Linked DNA regions of Zea mays: regions 1 and 3 are each linked to region 2. The links are chromatin contacts, called in public Hi-C maps. All regions are on one chromosome and are shown on one strand. Each heading gives the region's core, a stretch centred on a gene start, on an enhancer-like site or on the middle of the called end of the contact. The rest is flanking DNA. Distances are from core to core; before and after follow the strand shown. Region 1 holds the start of LOC103637015 (probable protein phosphatase 2C 12). Region 2 holds the start of LOC100381666. Region 3 holds the start of LOC103635354 (ethylene-responsive transcription factor ERF061).

The links. Hi-C and Micro-C count contacts between places; a contact is called where the count stands out from the background.
Region 1: a Hi-C map of tassel shows a contact between it and region 2, with 3 times the contacts expected there. The contact joins the promoter of LOC103637015 here to the promoter of LOC100381666 in region 2. A contact is called at or near these places in 6 of 25 Hi-C or Micro-C datasets (bundle sheath, ear, endosperm and 2 more).
Region 3: a Hi-C map of bundle sheath shows a contact between it and region 2, with 3 times the contacts expected there. The contact joins the promoter of LOC103635354 here to the promoter of LOC100381666 in region 2. A contact is called at or near these places in 4 of 25 Hi-C or Micro-C datasets (bundle sheath, ear, root tip and 1 more) and 1 of 3 datasets of contacts at active chromatin or transcription factors (leaf).

Annotation. Positions count from the first base shown.
Region 1 is chr8:73,725,528-73,729,776 of Zm-B73-REFERENCE-NAM-5.0, reverse strand. It overlaps LOC103637015 (probable protein phosphatase 2C 12), which reads left to right and starts at 1,435. Exons shown (of 4, transcript XM_008659294.2): 1 at 1,435-1,471; 2 at 1,474-1,515; 3 at 1,518-1,655; 4 at 1,856-2,346. The coding sequence starts at 1,435. The coding sequence ends at 2,346. LOC103635353 (probable WRKY transcription factor 41) reads right to left here. Exons shown (of 3, transcript XM_008657829.3): 1 at 4,036-4,249; 2 at 3,767-3,892; 3 at 2,994-3,661. The coding sequence ends at 3,235.
Region 2 is chr8:73,966,518-73,970,589 of Zm-B73-REFERENCE-NAM-5.0, reverse strand. It overlaps LOC100381666, which reads left to right and starts at 1,759. Exons shown (of 3, transcript NM_001174481.1): 1 at 1,759-2,487; 2 at 3,324-3,429; 3 at 3,523-4,072. The coding sequence starts at 1,786. The coding sequence ends at 3,842.
Region 3 is chr8:73,761,888-73,766,566 of Zm-B73-REFERENCE-NAM-5.0, reverse strand. LOC103635354 (ethylene-responsive transcription factor ERF061) reads left to right here and starts at 2,417. Exons shown (of 1, transcript XM_008657830.3): 1 at 2,417-3,602. The coding sequence starts at 2,492. The coding sequence ends at 3,283.

The DNA of each region.
Region 1 (4,249 bases), core at 186-2,685, 240 kb after region 2:
AGTATATCAGTACTTAGCTTGTCTACATAAACGTACATTAAAGTCTAATGCACAGGCCTTTTGTGTGCACGATTCAGAGAAGTTATATGAAACTGTGACTGTGAGGGCAATTATGTGTCTATCAGGTACATTTGCTAAGCTCCACTTCTACCGTTCGACGGTTAGATCATTGTGAAGATGTTAGTGTGTATATGTTTCACTACTAAATTATATAAGTTGAATTATGGTGAAAGGGTAAAGAAGGTACAATATTACTTTGGAACCATAAGTTGAAATAAGCTAGCGTTTGGTAGCTTATTTCAGCTTATCTGTGATCCAAAAAATAATATTTTACTTTCCCATAATCGAACTTATATGATCTAGTAAGGAAACAAACAGGGCCTTTCAGATTAGTGGTTGAATACTAGGTGGAATAGATAATTTAAAAGCAACTGAACATCTCAGTGGCTTGCTCATATATGATCACATGGGCTTTTGCTCCAGTATACCTCTTTTAGAAAGGTTTGCAGACCCCAAAGCAAAATATTTAAGATCAGGTGCTGCTATTGTTGCTTAGCTTCAACTTTTTTAGTGAAAGACATGCATTCATACAAACCTCAGTAACAAAATAAAGATACCAGTAGTGTTACATATGGACCAATTGAAAGCAATAAACAGTGAGTATTAGGATTCTGCAGAGGACCAATCTGGAACCTTTTTTCTTGTTCTTGAGGTTACAACATGATAAAAATACCAGCAGCCTGCACCAATTCAAGCGAATAAACAGTGAGTATTGGGGCAATCAGCAGACTAACCTTTAACTTTCTTATTCCTGAGGTTACAGATAAAAAATGCCAGTAGTCTGAAAACGTACTAATGGAAACCAATGTTATCGACCTTTTCATTATTGGGAACAGTGTTTGCTTTGTGGCCAATTAGATGGCGAGGCTGGGAGAAGTCGCGCATAAGAGATTTTCTATGCAGCTTTAACAACAGAGAGACGCATAGCTAGCTCTGAAGTTCTACAGAAGGAAGCAATCTGAAACTGAATTAGTTGAATGATGATTAGAGTTTACGGACATTTCGTTCCAAGGTCACAGTGACCCTCCCTCGCAAGTCGTCTGACATTTTGAATTTTTTAGATGCTGTAACTGTAGTTCCTGTGCACAGCCCTCTTGAGTTTAGTGATGTTCCGTTTCTGACTACTTAGCTGTCTAGCGGAGCATTATGCCAGTGCCATTAAAAGACAGTGCCATTAATGTTCCGTTTCTGACTACTTAGCTTGGCTCGCCAATTTAGCCGTCTTCTTCAAGATAGGAACATGCCCGTGTGATGCCACGGAACACAAATTGCGACCCTCCACGGTACAGAGATTTGTTTGTTCGGGTTAAAAAAATATTTAATCCCTTCAAAAAAATTTACTCCACCAACTGTACTTCATTTTTCCTTGCATCGATGGTACAGAGATTTCTCTGCTGGTCTTTCTTCCTCGCGGGGGTAACGCCGCGGTCCTTGCCCAGGCGCTTGACCTGGGGCTGAACTGGGAGGTCAAGAAATTCTAGGAACTGTCCTACCAATTACCAGTACGAAAAAAATCACAGCAGCCACCCACCACCAATTCACCGTACGGTTGGATAAATACACATCAACCACAACCAATTCACCGTACTACAGTGGGAGTAAATAGACAGCAGCCACAACCAATTCACCGTACAGTTGGGGTGGAAAGATCGCGATGATTCCTGTTTCGGATTTCCTCGCCGTTTTTTTGTTGGGGTTTGCTACGACGGCGAAACAACCCAAGAGTTTTAATTTGTCGACGTCGTACGGACCGTCGGTGGCTAGCATCCTGGATCCTGATTCATCTGTCGTCTCCAGGGATTCGGCATGGAGGACGGCGTGTTCGACGGGCACGGCCGCTGCGGGCAGCTGGTCAGCAAGCTGGCGAGGGACCACCTCCCCTTCATGATCCTGAGCCAGCGGAACGCGCTGCTCCTAGGCTCCGACGGCGACGGCGACAGGGACGGCCCGGCCTTCAGCGACGCGTCGCCCACGGCGTTGTCGTCCACGGACGGCAGCCGCAGCGGGCGGTCGTCGCTGGCGCCGGCGCAGATGCTGGAGGTGTGGCGGGAGGCCTGCGCCAACGCGTTCGAGACCATGGACAGGGAGCTCGGGGTCCAAGCCAGGGTGGACTGTGACTTCAGCGGCACCATGTCCGTGTGCGCCACCAAGCAGGGGGAGGACCTCATCGTCGCCAACCTCGGTGACTCCAGGGCCGTGCTGGCGACCGTGTCGGAGACGTGCTACCTGAAGGCCGTGCAGCTCACCATCGACCAGAAGCCCAACGTGCCTCGTGAGTCCTCCTGATCCATCACTGGATTGAACATGCGGGATCGGATCCCTGTTGGACGACGGGCGCTAGGCGCGAGCGAGGATCCCGCATGGTTGTTGGACGGAGGCGGCTGCGCGCATGGCAGGGATGGAGGCGGGGGCGGGAGCGAGGCATGCTGGGGCGGGAGCGGGAGCGAGGCTTGCGGGGGTGCGAGGATGGATGGCAGATGAGGCATGCGGGGGCGGATCCGGCGCTAGGCGCGAGCGAGGATGGCATCGCAATCGGACGGTGGGGATGGAGACGGGGGCATGGTTGTGCCTAGTCTACAGTATCGTCTTAAGGATTAGTAGAGATTTGGATCATAAACTCAGCAGTCTCTGAAGCTTCTCAAGACGTAAAAGATAAAAGGTCTGTCAGTACCTACCCCTCTGAACCCTGACGGCGCATTCGGTAATTAGGGGTGAGCATGTGTTTCTTCTTCTGCTCAACTAGCTAGTAATGATGTTTTTGGGTATAAAGAAATCTGGGGAAATGTACTGTGTGCATATATTAATGCTGATATATAAAAGAGGATGATGTATCTACTGCAGTTCTGTGTAGTTGCAGTGTGCAGCTTGCAACAGGCAATGGTAGTATGGTACTACGACTTGGGTTCACTGGGATTCTGAGTGCTTCAACGTGATTGCTTGGTCTGAATCTTGGCTCCTATCATTAGATTCATTCAGATAGCCTGGGCACAACGTTTTTTTTCCACTGGGATTCCATGGTTTGCAACTCTGCATGGACAGGGCGGAACAGTACACCGAGCTGTTGATAGTAGTTGAAGACTATACTCTAGTCTAGTCCGAAGCTAATTCTGTTGCCGGACACGTGTACATACATGTATGGTTGCATAGATAGCATACATAGCCCATTCCATCTATCTAATTGGCGGCATAGAGGTCCCATTGGAAGGGCTCCGTAGCATTGGTGAACAGCTCCTCGAACAGGGTCTCGAACTCCACGCCGATGCCGGCCCCGTGGCTGCTTCTCAGCTGCCCGTCCAAGCCCGTCGGCGAGAAGAGCGGGAAGTCGGCGCCTGAGGCGAACGAGTAGGGCGTCATGGGCTCTAGCAGCCCGGTGGCCAGCGCGAGCGGGGAGCAGGCTCCCTGGTCCTTGTCCTGGGCGCTGTGCCCGTGCTGCAGCTGTAGCTCCTGCCGCAGCTGGTTGGCGCCGGGGTGCGCGGCCTGGACGCAGGTGTGCGCGCCGTGGTACACCACGTCGTGCAGCAGCGGGTCCCCGTCGGCGCGCTGCACGTGCTTGGTGGCGAGGCAGCCCTGCGAGTGGCGGTGCGTGCACCGGAAGTAGGCCCTGCGATCGATTTCCCCACACGTGGTCAGCGTCGCTCGATCGATCCGCACCGTCGGTTGGTTGGTCAGGGGGGAGTTGAACAAGTGCGTGCTGCTGAGTGCTGACCTGGGGTACTTGGCGCCCAGGATGTCCTTCTGCCCGTACTTCCTCCAGCTGAGCCCGTCGTCCAGCGCCGCCGCGTCCTGCAGCGACGCCGCCCGCAGCTGCCTCCTCACGCACGGCGTCCCCTTCCTGCGCGGCACGCACACACACACAGACCGAAATTGTCAGGTCATGCTCTGCTGCTCGCATAGATAATGCTTGTTACAGGCACAGCACTACTCCGGCGAAACAAACAAGATCGATCGTCCGAGACCGACCGATGATCGACTTGCCTCCTCTTGGACTGGGCGGCGGCATTGCCGTCCGGCAAGTCGGCGCAGCAGGACCTAGCGATGCGGATGGACCGGTCGACGGACGAGGCCAGCCCGGCGCAGAGCTCCCTGGCGGCCGCCGGGAGCGGGTCCTGGTCCATGCGCGCCTCCAGCTCGCGAACCATGGCCAGCACCTGCGCCAGCTCCGAGGCCAGCGCGCTCTTGTCACCGCCGC
Region 2 (4,072 bases), core at 510-3,009:
TGGAACCTGGCCCGCTCACGTCTGGAGTACTCTCCTATCCCATCGACGCCCCCACCCGTGTCCGTGTCACCAGCTGACCTACAAGGCTGAAAGCGACCGGAGCCAGGCAGCGATGGCCGTGCCGACTGGGTGACACGGGACAAACACTAGTATACTCATAGCGACGGACGGAGTATAACATATGCATGCATCCAGCGACAGGATGAAAGGAATGCTCCCACCCCCGCATGTGGCCCCCCATGCCGGCGCACGCACGCAACAGAACATGATGGCGCGCGCGGCGGCACAAGGATTTTCAAACACCCCGAAACGGCGGCAGCGACCATGCGCATGCGGCGCCCGCCCTCGCCCTCCCTCCTGCCTCGCGGGTCGTCCGCTACAGCCTGCCTGCACCTGCACAGCGAGCTCGCTGAAAGTACAGTACATGGTCATGGTACCAGCAGCCGCGCCGTGGCAGCGTCCGGGCGCCTCGATGCCCGCGCGAGCGACCGAGCGCCTGCCGCCTGCGCTGGACCGGACGCGTGGTGACGGGTGAGCAGGGAGCGCTTGGGAAGACATGCAGCAGGCATGGCGACCGAGGACAGGACGCGAGAGCGTGGACGGGCCGTCCGCCTGCGCCACCCGCCCACCCCTACGGCGCTCCGCAACCGGTGGTGCCGCTGCCGCGCGGCGGCGTAGGCCCTCCACGTCGCGGCGCGCTCATAGCGTAGGTCGCGCGTGCAGTGCGTGCCGTGTCCGTCCGGGAGCGGCGCCGCCGCCGGGGCCCGCGTCCGCGTCCTCGTCCGCCTCTGCCACTCAAACGGCGTAAGTAGTACATGACTACAGGAGTCGTCGGACGCGGCGGGGTCAGTGTCAGTCACGCGTGGAGCGTGGCGCGCTGGCGACGGGACTGCGCCACGCGTCCCTCCCCGGCCCACCTTGCAACGCAAGCCTTTGTTTAAACTTCACAATGTGTCAGTATGTCACTGCTGTCTGTCTGCTGCTGTCCTACTACTGCATTCGGTGATTCGGTCGACGAAACGCCGGAAAACGCTACAGGTTTGGCTTTGGCTTCGGCTTCTTAAAAATAATGATAAATCCAGAGCTTTTATTTATCCACAGAAAACGGCTTCGGCGTCACTATCTCTGTCTTGATTTTTAGTTTTGATAGAGCTTTTGATTGAACTGGTGGGAAAAAAAAACCGGAACCAAAACGTTACGTGCTGTTCTTCGTTGGTTCTGTTCCGTGGGTCAACAAGGACGTAACTAGCAGTAGAAGAATCCGCTTTCTTGCACGGAAAAAAAAAGGCAGTGGCCCTCGCGTCCTAACATTTGTCCCTGGGACACAGTCGCATCGCGCGGCGTGCCCCACGTCCTCCTTTCCTCGGCCCTCCTCCACGTAGCCCCCCGGGCGGGGCCCAACGCGCGACCCGGTGGTCCAGCCGCTCCGATCCTCCCCGTGCACGCGCCCCACCCAACGCCAGAGTCACTGCGCGCAGGGGCCCGCTCGCGCGAGCCACGCGCGCGGCGCGCCGCGGTCCATGCGCCGGGCGCACAGGATATTTTCGCCGCGGGAGCCCAGGCGGGCGCATCGGGCGCGCCCACGCCACGCGCCCCCGGCGATCTCGCCCGTCCACGTCCCCGCGGCGCTGGCGCGCGCCCAGCCGCTCGCGCGGGATCCGACGGCCTCCGCCGCGTCTCCCCGTCCTCCTCGGCCTGCGGTCGTTTTTAAACCCCGGCTCGACCCCACGCGTCGCCGGCCTCGTTTCTTCGCCGTCGCTTTGCGAGTGTGGACGGGACGGATACATGAGGGAGAACGGCGCCGCCAGGGACGAGGGCCCCGCCTTGTGCAAGGCCGCTGCGGCGGACGGGGGCGGGGATGTGGGCGCCGCCTCCGCCCGCCGCCGCCGCCGGCTCGGGCGTGCCACGGAGGGGCCTGCTCCGACGAAGAGAATCCGGTCGGGGTCGCAGAGGTCGCCGTACGACTCGTCTCTGGAGACGGCGACGGACGGCTGCTGCTGGCCGGCGCGCCTATCGCATGGCGCCGTGTCGGTGATCGGGCGGCGGAGGGAGATGGAGGACGCGTTCGCCGTCGCGCTCTCGTTCCTGGCCTCGGAGGCGGTGGGCGGCGAGCAGGAGCAGGAGCTGGACTTCTTCGCCGTGTACGATGGCCACGGCGGTGCAAGGGTGGCGGAGGCGTGCCGGGAGCGGATGCACGTGGTGCTGGCCGAGGAGGTCGGCCTGCGCCGCCGCCGCAGCGGCAGCGACGACCTGCGCTGGGAGGAGGCCATGGCGGCCAGCTTCGCCCGAGTGGACGGCGAGGTGACCGGCGGCTTGTCGTCCCCGCACCATGACGACGCCGGCAGCAGCTTGCCCTACCGCACCGTCGGGTCCACCGCCGTCGTCGCCGTCGTGGGCCGGCGCCGCATCGTCGTCGGCAACTGTGGCGACTCCCGCGCCGTGCTCTCACGCGGCGGCGTCGCGGTGCCTCTCTCCAGCGATCACAAGGTACGTACGTCGCACGGGAGGCGACTACGAATGCATAATAATAAATTAAAACACGGCTGCTGTCGTCTGGGTTATTGTTTAATCTGCAAGAGTGATCTGCGCCCGAGCAAGAAGCGTCATTCACCCATCAGATCTAATTTTCTAACCCCGCACGACACAGTACAGGATTTTAGCAGTCTCCCGAATGTTCCGTCAAGGCTCAACCACCACGACGACTTCCATCGTCGCGTATCGGTCAGTGTCACACTGTTTCAGTGCCCGTTGGCGAATTTCGCTGCCGGCCCGGCCCGGCCCGAGTTGGTCGCAGTTGTTGGGTGGTACCGTTCCATGCTCATGAGATGGGACGACACGTAGGTGATCTCCCTGGCCCTGGGGGAAGAAAAGCTGAAGCTGGCTGGTGAGTAGTGTGGTGCCGCAGCACTGCTGGTCCTCGACGCTAGTAGTAGGTTCCGTCGCCTTGCCCCATGGGTCGGGTCTCTCCTCTCCATCCCAGTGGACTGGTCGGTGTTGTTTCTGGCATAGTGTGCTCGGTTTGAGGAGCAGCGTGCGCCAACTATTCCGGCAGCTATAAATTGTAGGCGATGGGATTACTGCTACGAATGCTACCTTTCTAGCTGTGACCGATTAGGCCAGGTATATGTTCCCTTCTTTTTAGTTGCGACCTACATACCTGCTGGTTTAGGCTGTTCCGAAGGAGATGTTCTGTTTAATTAGCGCAAGAACACTCTAGTACGCAAGCTCTGGCTCTGCTGAGCGCCAGCATTCCTACCTCACTCTATATTTCAAAACCTCACTCTACAAAGCTGGCCTAACTAATGGTCGTTCTGATTGTGCAGCCGGACCGTCCGGACGAGATGCAGAGGGTGGAAGCAGCCGGCGGCAGAGTCGTCAACTGGAACGGCTACCGCGTGCTGGGAGTCCTGGCAACCTCCAGGTCCATCGGTAAGAAGAAGAGAAGACCCATCATCTCCTTCCATGATCCATCCCGTTTTCATATATGCCATACCGTACTCAGCGTCGCTGCCATTGCTCCAGGCGACTACTACCTGAAGCCGTACGTGAGCGCGGAGCCGGAGGTGACGGTGGTGGAGCGGACGGAGCGGGACGAGTTCCTCATCCTGGCCAGCGACGGGCTGTGGGACGTGGTCTCCAACGAGGCGGCGTGCAAGATCGCCAGGAGCTGCCTGAGCGGGCGCGCGGCCTCCAGGTTCCCCGGGTCCGTGGCCGGCCGCACCGCCGCGGACGCCGCCGCGCTGCTCGCGGAGCTGGCCTTGTCCCGCGGCAGCAGGGACAACATCAGCGTCGTCGTGGTCGAGCTGCGGCGGCTCCAGACGGACCAGATGACGAGGGTTTAGTTTGCTGAGACTGAGTTGAGTTGAGTTGAGAGCGTACCGAGTAGTAGATGATGATGACATTGTTAAGTATTTGAGCAGCGTGTGCTGAGAAGCTGTGGGGGGATTAAGAGAGTCTCCCTCCCGCCTTCAGCACTTGGTTCATGGTTCGAATTGAACGGGCACGGTGATGCGTTGTTGTACATAGGGAGCGTTTGTCGGATGTTTGCTTCTGTCGGTGTACTAATTAATTA
Region 3 (4,679 bases), core at 1,168-3,667, 200 kb after region 2:
AGGGGAAGGAAGCCTAATTCGGATTAGATCCGAAATTAGACTGGGCTTTAGGGTTAATGATGGGCCTCGGCGTCAGAAGCCCACCATAACGCCTATATAATGAGGGGCGGGGGCGCGGTTAAGGATAACCTAATTCGCCACCAGCGAACTAACAGCCGTCGCCCACCTCTCGCCCTCGCCAAGCCGCCGTCGCGAACCTAGCAGTTCGGTACGCGGCGCTTCCTCCCTGTACGTGTGGATACCTCGGAGGTGCTACATCTGGAGCACTTGGACGAACCGTGCGAGGACGTGAAGGACGCCGGCGACTGCACGGCACTGTTCGACGCGTTCGTCTACATCGAGACGTCTTCCGCTGCTCTGCGCGTCTAGTGGTAATTCCATGACCTATAACCGCAGTAGTTCTTGGTATTATGGGGATGAAAATTTTTGTTTTGCGCTAGCGTAGCCTCCCCGTAATCCTACAGAATCATCGGTTAAGGTAACCAAGACTACAATATTTTTTTAATATATTATATTTCTCTTGTGTTCTTTTATTTATTGCATTATATTTTATTGCCATCTCATTAAATAATAGGTGACTAATAAAATTGGGCAACGACCTTTGATAATTCCTGAAGTCGGAATGGTATTTGAATCAGAGGAGAAAGCTTATGAGATGTACAATACCTATGTTGGAAAGAAGGGCTTCAGTATTAAGAGAGGTCACTCAAAGCATCGACAAGATCATACTTTAGCTCAAAAATATTTTAATTGTAGTAGTGAAGGATTTGGAAAAAATAAGTTAGCACAAAACAGTACAAGGACTGGCTGCGAAGCTCGTGTTGAATAGCATCAAAGCTATTTACACTTCGATTACACTTCGATGAATAGCATCAAAGCTGTCACTTTTTATTTTGGAGAATACAATTCAATATATATCAGATTTTAGACAAAATCATATATATTTCATATAAATATTCATACATTGTACATCTATTTTTTCATGTTGATATTTGTACAATACATAGATGTTTACATTTACAACAAGACATCAAAGTGTGGTTGCAATGCTAAAGCCTATTCTATGCTTGCGGATCTTGTTTGTGATGTCTTATAGGTTCTATCATGCTCATTAGCAATATTTCTCTGCATATTAGATGGGAGAGAGAAATATTGCTCAACAATCAGCATCAATCTAATTAATGTTGGTATACAAATAGTATAATTAGAACTCTTAAGGGAAACAAATTTATGTACCTGAAGATGCAAGTTAAGAGCTAAAGAACAAGATCTGGGAGTTCACATATTTTCCAAGAAGCTTCAGATTTGCATTAGTGAGGGTGACAGAGGAGGGAGTCCGCGAGCAGTCTGATGGTGGTGGAAACAAAGAGGATCAGCAGAGGACCAGTTTAGGAGGGAGCTCGGCGGCACGTCGTCATTGGATGAGGAGGCAAGGTGGGACGGCGGCGAACAACCTCTTGGCGGCGGCGAATAGTCTGGTGACGATGAAAGTGGCAGATGGAGATGAGGTGAGCCGAGAAGCAGCGGAACCAGTGTTCGTGTACGAGAGCCGAAGTTGAGCTAGTGATGGAGCTAAGCGATGTAGTCCATACGATAAAAAAATGGCCACGTGTATGCATCTGAAGCAAGGTAAAGTACCTAGAGAAGGCAGGTGGGCCTCGCCTTCTTTCTGTTAAAGAAAAGAAAAAAGTTGTTGCTACTACAGACAACGCTGCTCAAAAGAACTCAATTTCTCCACCAAAGCTTCCTCTCATTTTAGTCAAAATCAAAAGGAGAAGGATCCGGAGCAGGGTCACTCCCATCATCCCCCCGAAATCAGAATCAGAATAACTTTTGCGCTTCCTTGACTCGGGCGGGCCTTCGGAGGCTTAGGAGATCTTGGTCCCTTATTTATAGTTCTAGCATTAACCGTTCTGGAATTAGGTGTAGCTATATCACAAGCTCATGTTTCTACGATCTCAATTTATATTTACTTGAATGATGCTACAAATCTCCATCAAAATGAGTCATTTCATAATTGCATAAAAACGAGAAGCCAATCATAGAACTACATATGGTCTGATACTACTAACTTTCTTGAAAAGTGGAAGAGTAGTTATGTAGGCAGTTGTCGTTTCAGAAATATAACGGTTGCTCCACCGGTCAATAAGACATATCCGGATCCTAGTGGAGATGGTAAGTTTGGATGTGCGAATGAAACAGAGCTGCGGAAACTTATTTTCAAAAGGAGATTTTATAATGAACGTGATTCGGATTTTTAGGAGTCGGTCGACTCGTCTGAGAACCTGCGGGCGTACCATCCATAATTTTCTTCCCACATAAACCAGGGGTATGATGGTAAAACCGTGGTGGGACGCCTCGCTTATATAACGCCACCTGGCGTGCGCCCGGTCGCCCAGCAGGCCGTGCAACACGAACGCCGATCATCCCGCAGTTACTCGTCTCATCCCAACTTGCGCCCAAGCCCACACGCCGGAGGCCAGCCCATCCCATGGACGCGAGCCTCCGCACGCTGCCCCCGGCCGGCAGCAGCTTCCGTGGCGAGGTCCGCTCCGCCGTGTCCTCGCTGCTGCTCTCCTCCCGGGGCACCAGCGCCCTAGACTCCAGCTTCTTCTCGCACCTCCCGCCGCTCGGCTCCAGCGTCTACTACCGCCAGTGCGAGCTCCTCCGCAACTTCGCCGCCTCGCAGACGCAGCAGTCCGCCGCCGCCGCATGCTCGCCTTCCTCCTCGTCCTCCGGCCTCCAGCTCCAGACACCCGTGCCGCACGACGACGCCACGGCGGCGGCGGCGGCTACGCTGCTGCGGCAGAAGCTGTACCGCGGCGTGCGGCAGCGGCAGTGGGGCAAGTGGGTGGCCGAGATCCGGCTGCCGCAGAACCGGGTGCGCGTGTGGCTCGGCACCTACGACTCCCCCGAGACGGCCGCGCACGCCTACGACCGTGCCGCCCACAGGCTCCGCGGCGAGTACGCGCGCCTCAACTTCCCCGGCGTCATGGACGGGCCTCCGGGCGCGGATTGCCCCGACCACCTGCGCCGGCTCCGCGCCGCCGTCGACGCCAAGATCCAGGCCATCCGCGCGCGCAGGCAGCAGCGCAACAAGAGGGAGAGCGCCCGCTCCGGCGCCAACGCCAAGCTACCCACCGCGCGCCCAATCGCCTCGGAGACGTCGACGACGCCGGACGGGGTGCTGTCCGTTAGCCCCGCCTCGGCCGACGGCGGCTGCCCGCTGGATCGGATGCCGTCGTTCGACTCGGAGCTCATCTGGGAGATGCTTAGCTTGTAGCCGGCTAAACCGCATGGAACGAACCGATCAGCGGGACGCCGCCATGGACAGCAACCAAGACCAACACAACGTCAAGGTCCTTCTTCTGTTTCAAATTATGAGTCTCTTGTCTCTGCTCGTAACGTAATAAAACGCCCAAGAAAACAGGGCTTGCTTGCTAGCCATGATTAGTCGAATCGTCGTGTGTTTCCGCATTGATGGAGGAGCTCTGTAAAGACTGATCGCTAATTCCCCGTCTCTGCTTAAGCATTCCTGCGTCCTCGACTGCTATGAGTTAGCTCCTCTGTTTCTTGCTAGTATTTCTCTTCCGTTTGTATGCTACTGCAGTATATGTACTCCCTAGGATGATTGCGCGAGAGGTGCAGGCAATGTCCCAAGGCTCAGATTCCAGAAGCGTGTGTGTAGTCTGCCCTGCACAGTGCACATGCTCCGGTCCAGCATGACTCTGAGGCTAACTGCAACGGTGCCCCCTTGACAACCCTCTCCCCTTGCATGCCGGCTGTAGAGGGCACTCTACAACCGCAGCGGTATCCCTATAGCGCCTCCTACGCGCCGGTCCCCTTCTTTCTCCTCCAGATATAGTGTGTCACTGTTCATCCTACTAAACACTGTGTTGTAGGTCTATGAGTAATTGTTAGTAGATAAAAAATTGATAGTTGATATAGAAAATAATATTTTATAGTTGTAGTGGGGTATAGGGGGAGTATTTAGGGGAAACCGCTGCGGGAGATAAAAAAATAAGGGAAAAATAGGGGAAAAGTGATATAGGTGGAAAAATTAAGGGGTAACGTTTGCGGATAGCCTGAACCTAAGTTGCGTTGCGTGTAGGCCGGCATGGATGCCCTGATGAACAGAGCAAAGCAGAGCATGGGGTCACGAAGCAGATGAAGAATTTTCTCTGCAATCCCCTTATCCCCATGCACCTGCGACCTGTCCGTTCGTTCCGCTTGATTTTCTAAAAGATGCCTGGCTAGCAGCGGTGGCCGGTGGCCCATGGGGGGGAGATGACTGGCTGGCTCTGGCTCCGTCGCGCAACGTCTCGCTGTGGAGCGAGGTAGCATGGTACGATACCCGAAATTGCGATGCGACTCCTCCCTCCCTCCCTCTCTCTCTCTCTGTGTCTCTCTATCTCTCTCACACACATAATGCCTGAAACGCTACTGAACGAACGAACGATGGAATAGAATGAACAAAGAACCTGGACTGGACACTGTTCGCACATCACGAGCCCATCTCAACGACTATTTCTTGCTTTTCCTCTACTTTTTTTTAATTAGCGTCTCGTCTAGGTTGCCATTCCTTCGCGATCAAGCCCCAGCAGGCAAACATGCGGGGACAGACGGACGGACCTACGGATCTAGCAGCACTGCTCGCTGACAACTACGTGCAAATAACA